2 separate regions of the Salvelinus alpinus genome follow, and region 1 is linked to region 2. The links are chromatin contacts, called in public Hi-C maps. All regions are on one chromosome and are shown on one strand. Each heading gives the region's core, a stretch centred on a gene start, on an enhancer-like site or on the middle of the called end of the contact. The rest is flanking DNA. Distances are from core to core; before and after follow the strand shown. Region 1 holds the start of LOC139574428 (sequestosome-1-like). Region 2 holds the start of LOC139574426 (calnexin-like).

Region 1 (3,766 bases), core at 967-3,466, 180 kb after region 2:
CACATCTCCATGCTTCATGGTGGGAACAACACATGCGGAGATCATCTGTTCACCTACTCTACGTCTCACAAAGACATGGTGGATGGAACCAAAAATCTCAAATTTGGATTCAACAGACCAAAGGACAGATCCACCGGTCTAATGTCCATTGCTCATGTTTCTTGGCCCAAGCAATATTTTCTTCTTATTGGTGTCCTATAATAGTGGTGGTTTCTTTGCAGCAATTTGACCATGAATGCCTGATTCACGCAGTCTCCTCTGAATAGTTGATGTTGAGATGTGTATGTTACTTGAACTCTGTGAAGCATTTATTTGGGCTGCAATTTCTGAGGCTGGTAACTCTAATGAACTTATCCTCTGCAGCAGCGGTAACTCTGGCTCTTACTTTCCTGTTGCAGTCCTCGTGAGAGCCAGTTTCATCATACCACTTGATGGTTTTTGCGACAGCACTTGAAGAAACTTTCAAAGTTGTTGAAATTTTCCGAATTGACTGACCTTCATGTCTTAAAGTAATGATGGACTGTTGTCTGTCTTTGCTTATGTGAGCTGTTCTTGCAATAATATGGACTTAGTATTTTACCAAATAGGGCTATCCTTTATATACCACCCCTACCCTGTCACAACACAACTGATGGGCTCAAACGCATTAAGAAGGAAAGAAATTCCACAAATTAACTTTTAACAAGACACACCTGTTTATTGAAATGCATTCCAGGTGACTACCTCATGAAGCTGGTTAAGAGAATGCCAAGAGTGTGCAAAGCTGTCATCAAGGCAAAGGGTGTCTACTTTGAAGAATCTCAAATATAAAATATATTTTGATTCGCTTAAAACGTTTTTGGTTACTACATGATTCCATGTGTTATTTCATAGTTTTGATGTATTCACTATTATTCTACAATGTAGAAAATAGTTTTAAAAAATAAGAAAAACCCTTGAATGAGTAGGTGTGTTCAAACTTTTGACTGGTACTGTATATTGAAAAACAATAAATAAAGTGACCTATTATGAAACATATTGTTTCTCATGTCTTGTTTAAGGCCATGGAACCAACATGTTTCACTCATGATGACTGCAAGAATGCTTAGTCAAAGTAGACCAACAAGGCTAGGACACATAGTCTTTCGTTTACGTCTATCTGCACTAAAACAAGGTGCATGGTCATGTAGGTGTATTATGGACTTTGTATTAGCCTATACCCCTATAACATAGAATTCTGCTATACAGAAGTAGGTAACTCGTGAACTAATGGAATCTGTCTCTCTCACTACTATAGGCCTTGTGCTATTAAGACTATTAATAACATAGTAATAAAATAGATCGAGGCTATGAGGATTTTTTTGGACGAGAAAATCAGTAAAGCCCGTCTTCAAATATCATCACAGTCATCGAGGTCAATGCGTAATATTTTTATTTATTTAACTAGGCAAGTCAAGGTCAATGTTTGAAGTCACTGGAACAGTTCGAGCTAGTGTAGATCAACACTGATCTCACGCGGGGAATTCCGGTACGGAAAGTGCCTTGTCATACTTCGGCCTTCAACTTCATTCAACCTTTAGAGTCCCACCCATTTGTTTCAATTAGCTTGGAATCCTTTTGCGCACAACAACAGAAGGAGCAGAGCTTTGTCATTTAGTTAGTGCTATCCGGTGTCCTTGGGACATCCCTACCCTAAACCCAACCCTAACCTTAAATCGGGAATCAGCAGTAGAAACAATAACAAAGCGTTTTCCCTTCCCCTGTTTCGCTAATAAGCTTATGGATAGGGCTTGAGAAATGTAACCACTCACAAATTCATAGACAGAGCTTTGGATGCAATGACTGACCATCCATGATATCAAAAGCATAGCCTCAAAACATGGTTAAAACGATGTAGTTTTTGTTTACGTTTAATTTGTTTAAAACCAGTTTATTTGGGGTTCTGATGGGGACGGTTGAACTAAGCCATTTATAAGTTATATTTTTCAAAATCAATGTGTACATATAATTAATTTATAAGTCAAAAACTGGATGGAGCAATTTATGATTACCCATTTAATTCCTACCCTTACAGTAACCCTTACATTTCTACTTTAATGGAGTGTATGGACGTCCCAATGAAACAGAATACCACGTACCTTCGCCATTTAGAAACGGTGGACTTCCCCATGAAGCAGCTCCAAGCCCTCGTGATTGGCTAGACAGCTGCATAAATACTACACGTGACAACGATATAAGGTTCATAAACGGAACTGTACCCAGAAAAGCACGACGCACTGACAGCGATCGAGTTTGCAGTGGAGCGGGCCTTCAACATTTTAACTGCGCAACAAATATTTCGGAGCGAGTATAGGGCTGTAATTGTTGAAAAGACTCAACCATGTCTATGACCGTCAAAGCCTATCTCCTTGGGAAGGAGGACGCGCCGAAAGAAATTCGTCGCATTGCTGTCGACCAAGATGTTTCAACGAGTTTTGAGTATCTGAAAAAAAAGGTTGAGGATGTTTTCTCAACCCTGCGAAATGTCACCTACCAAATGTATTACAAAGGTAAGCCTATACTAGTGAACCATTATAGGAATCTATTGTAGTGTCTTCGATTGCGTTTAGTATGTTGTCATATCTTAATATTGGTGTTTGGCTGTAATCTTCCATAATATTGTTCGCCGCGCGCAGCGCAGTGCGCACTGGACAAACTAGACTACAGCTAAATGTCGAAGCATAGAACAGCGTGTCAAAATTGCAATAAATTCAGCCATCTGCCGATCAAAATAGAGCTCAACAAGACAATTTGTCTATGTACCATATTGCACTATATAAATCTGATAGAGTTGGTACAGAGCGTTTTTACAGGCCTACATTTAACATTGCATTTCATGCTGAATGTCAGAGAAATTGAGTGAGCAGGCCCCGTTTCATTTGTCATTCATGCAATGTGGCAAATTTAAGTCAGTTACCAACTAAAGTCTTCATTCTTCAACAGGCAAAGGTTGTTATACTACATTTATCTCAACTAGCCCTGCCTAAACACCTGGCAGTTCATAGTGGACAAAACATCCATTCATGGGAAACAGTGAAGGGGGCATTTTTTTTATGCCAGTGTTTAGGCTTTTAGGATTGCTAAGTGGGGTCTCTTGCCGTAACTTAGCAACATCGTTTTTCCCCCTCCTGGGTTAATACCAACTGTATTAGAGCTCTACTCCCAATAAGCCTCCTCAACCCAAGGGAATCAGAGGTGACCTTATTTCATACAGTAATAATCTTGACTGGTACCACATCACAACATTTACGTTTTCCATATTGGGCATCAGGGTTGGGGTCAATTAAATTCCAACAGTCAAACCAGGTAGTGAATTATACTATTCAATTTAAATAGGGCATAAAAAAATAAAAAAAATGACTTGGAAAATGACAACCCTGTTGGTCTTAGCACAACACCTTTTGTATGAACAATATTCCCTAAACTAACCATTGTTCTTCAAATAAAAAAGCTAGTGAGGATAAGCTGTGGACAGATGTCCTTGTGAACTCTGGCAGCTATTATGTAATTATCTGGGTGAGATGTGACATCTTTGTTTATTTTCTACCCAGATGAAGACGGTGACATGATCGCCTTCTCCACTGATGATGAGCTCATCATGGGCCTCACCTGCATCAAGGACTACACCTTCCGCCTCTTCATCAAGGGTGAGTCTTTTGTGATCAAATCTAATAGATAAAAAATGAATAGAATTGTTACTAATGTGTAATGTATTAAGTCATCATTACTAGAATAACTTAGCATTCTC
Region 2 (3,964 bases), core at 266-2,765:
GCGACGAAAAATAACCCATACCACAACTACACCCCCCAAAAACTTTTCCTGTCAATAAAGGCATACGTATAATCTCTAGGAACTTGATTTACCAGATATAAAGTGAAGTGTTCCTCGCTATCAAATAAGCGCCTGAATCCAATTGTTCTCCGAACTGCACCATATTCCTGCAATTAGACCAAGCACTTCACACACAGCAGGAATATGGTGCAGTTCAGACAAAAGTTGGATTCAGACATTTATTCGATAGCGATGTTAACATTTCACTTTACATCTGGTAAGTCGAGTTCCTCGAAATTATACATGTGCCGTGGATGCAGAAAAAATGGGGGGGGGGGGGTGAAGCTGGCTATGTTGTGATATGGTTATTTTCTGTCGCCAGCCACCAGATCGATGCACAACTCGGGGAGTCCAACCAATACAAAGACTTCTGATGTGTCCCAAAGCTAACCAATTCCGTTAGATAAGCAAACTGTAAAAGCCACATTTCCAAGAGGGCGCTGTATGACCTCTATCTAGCCGTTGCACTTTCTGGTTTCATTCAGTGGCGGAAGTGGGTTTGCAAAACTGGTCAGACTTCTAAGTGCCTTGCCAGGAATACCCGTTTCCATGGTAGAACAGGGGCAACAAGGTGGCAATTCCTACAAGCAGGCTTCATGTAGCTTCTAAGGGAAATTATTTCACATATACGAATATTATCTGTAGCTAGCTATAGTACTCATCTTGATAACCCCCTTTTGAAGGTAGTACGCTAATGTAACCCACCATATCCAATACAGGAAACGCGATTACAATGACCACACGAAAAAGGACATAGCTACATAATTATGGCAGAATGCTTATCATGAGTCCATTCATTTACTTGTGTACGAGATTTAAATAGCCACATATTTGTTTCGCACCATGACACATACTGCTGCATCATCACCACATGTTTTACTGATTTCTAGCGTTAGTCAACTACAATATAGTTTGTTACAATAACGTTCCAAAATTTTCACAGAGGAAATATTTGTCAATTTTCCTTGCTTCTACTCGAGGCTGGTATTGCTTGCTATCCACGTTCGATGCATCCCATGTAGCCAAGTTAGCTAGTGCAACTTGTCTTACACAAAATGTCGGCAAAATGAACACACGAGCAAAGTGTGCAACTGACAGTGTTACATGACAATAAACGGAACAATGACATTCATTTGTTATCTTAATTACTAACTAGCCTAAATTAGCTTGCTAGCTGGCCGTCAGCTAGCCAGTCTATGCTAAGACCACGCATGGATTCTTGATCTTATTCAGTAAGATACATGTATTGCAATTAAACGATACTGGCCTGTATGCAAACAGCTGAACATTCTATGTCAATTTAGACTGAAATTATAATTTAGCGATTTATGTTTGTAAGAAGTGATATTTGTTCGTCATTACTTACCTCCTGATTCAGATGTGATCACTTGGAACTACAGCCGGATCACGTGTGGCTTTGGAGCATGCATACTGGATTAGTAGCTCCACCTTCTCCACTTGCTGATTGGTTGCTAACATGAAAACGTTGATCTTTTCCGGGAATTATAGGAATTTGATTGCTTGTACTACACGCTCATCACAATGAATGGTCTCCGCCCCCAATCTCAACCTCGTGGACGGCGATGATTTGTCCAGCTCTAAGAGGAAATGCATGCCGATTGGTTATAGTCAGACAAGGCTCAAATATAAATTTGCAGCAGCGAAAATGATTGATGATTATTGTAGTTTATCATCAATTAATGATTTATGTACTTTGTGAAGTTCGAATAAAATAGTCAAACTCTTTACAAATTAATTTATCAACTAAAGCGCCGATGTGATCATTCTGAATGTGAGGCTTATTGAATATGGTGTAGGCTTATTCAATAATGTACAATATAATTAAATCCCTGTTGATGGATGCATTAATTTGGATACAGTTCTTTTTTTCTGATCATAAACAACAACAAATGCTAATTGCATGCCCCCATCCTGGCCAAATTTGGGGGTATTTGAACCCCATAATAATGGACTGGATTTATGTAGTGCTTTTACATGTGCTCAAAGCGCTTTATATTGTGTGGATGATAATGTTTGAAAATGAATGCTGTATTCTATACATCCTGTTTTCTGAAGTGCCCTGACTGTATGCTGCTAAATGAAAATATCAAATAGCCTACCCTACAATATTATCACAAAACATTATGGCCTAGAGATGCATTCAATCCGACCTGCGGAAGGAACGGTTATAGCGCAATGGACATTTATTTAGGTAATTTCCGATTGAGCCGACATAGTTTATGCAGCGTTTACAGTGAATGTGTACATTGCCTTTCAAAGTTGCATTGCAGAAAACGGGCACTCCAATTCTATCTAGTACAATGTCATAGCTACACATAGGCCTACTCACTTGCATCCTACCGAGCACCAAAGCCTATGGTGTCAAAATATCAATGGGACTTTGCAGTCACATGGTCCATTAATGAAATATGCAAGGAATGTGACCCATGTACATGTGATTTGGTACCAGAAAAGTAGCGTAGCCTACCTTTCACAAAAGCAGACTAATTCACACGAGATTACTCAGATTTGCATTGAATTGACCAGAGCAAATAACTTGAAACAAAAACAAACCCATGTCAATTGAAATTCCGTCTTTATTACAATTCACAGAATGGATAGATAACATCATTAAATATATTTTATCTAAATGATACAAAATACAACATATAATAGCAAAGCATTCCAGTGCACCTTACAAGAAAAGAAAACTCTTTCTCCTTCTTTGCTCATTGGGTACAGTCCAGATTTTTCTATCCATAGCCCTACATTGACTTAATGCACCCACGCACCTGCTACTGTATTGTGGCCATACCGATAGCAACGAAGGGGCTCCTAAAACAGCCTGTTTACTGGAGTACACACCCCAATAAATGGAAAACAAGTTTAGGTCAGTTGTTGCTGAGGAACTGTGTTAACATTGAGCAGAATCAATGTTGCATTCTGTATTCGATAGAAAAGCGGCCTCACTTCTGATTTAAGTCCCCAAGTTTAATTTCTCTTTCAGTACACTTGTATTGGCTGAAATCCCATACTCCTGTTCTGTGCCGACAACACTTTAGATTTCGATCAAGGGCTTTCAATGGTTTTTCGGTTGGGCTCTGATAAAGGAATGGTTTTTGGATCCAAGTATGCAAAAGCAAATGAATGTGTCCCTTTAACTGCAAAATACTTTGCATCTAGTAATACATAGAACTTGAGTTTGGCCCTTGCCGTCACAGAGCCTATTTGGAAGATGTATAAGTCTGGTGTCAGGACAATTATAGTACTTTAATAAATTCCACCATCAATTCATTATAGTAGTAGTGCAGAACATGTGGAACAAGAGGGGTTGTCATATTGGAGTTTCACTCTCTCATGAGACCTCCTTCCTTGACTTCTTCATGGTCATTATGAGAAACATAGATTCTACTGAGAAGTAAAGATGATTCTTCATGCATTGATTAGAGCTACATATTTCTCTTACATCCGACTAGTCCAGACAATTACTCCATGTGTGTATCTGATATGTGGCTCCTTGGATTACAACTAACCTTGTGTATCTGATATGTGGCGGACAGAGAAAATCCAACAGATATGCTTCCTGTAAATGAGAAATGTTTCCTGTATTATTGAGGCCGCTGTCTTTTCCAGTTCCCTAGCTAATGCAATTGAGTAGCTTGTGTCTGGCCTTGCCTTACATTGATTTATCCCCACAACCTGGTTAACTTCATGTCACATTAAGGCAAATTGATAGGCGGAGAAGGGGAAAAAACAATGTTAGGGAAGATGGTTCATGAAATAAATCTCAAACAGATGTTGGAACCATAATCATAATGTGCCTATATTGACTTCTGGCTTTAGAATTGACCATATAAAGATATTTTATTCAAACATTAGACATGTGTGTACTTTCTGGCTAAAG

The links. A called contact is a pair of places that touch in the nucleus more often than the background predicts.
Region 1: a Hi-C map of muscle shows a contact between it and region 2, with 16 times the contacts expected there. The contact joins the promoter of LOC139574428 here to the promoter of LOC139574426 in region 2. A contact is called at or near these places in 3 of 3 Hi-C or Micro-C datasets (liver, muscle and red muscle).

The regions. Positions count from the first base shown.
Region 1 is chr4:74,297,159-74,300,924 of SLU_Salpinus.1, forward strand. It overlaps LOC139574428 (sequestosome-1-like), which reads left to right and starts at 2,217. Exons shown (of 7, transcript XM_071398985.1): 1 at 2,217-2,528; 2 at 3,570-3,665. The coding sequence starts at 2,360.
Region 2 is chr4:74,113,602-74,117,565 of SLU_Salpinus.1, forward strand. It overlaps LOC139574426 (calnexin-like), which reads right to left and starts at 1,516. Exons shown (of 14, transcript XM_071398983.1): 1 at 1,427-1,516. It overlaps LOC139574427 (alpha-1,3-mannosyl-glycoprotein 4-beta-N-acetylglucosaminyltransferase B), which reads right to left. Exons shown (of 15, transcript XM_071398984.1): 15 at 2,640-3,964.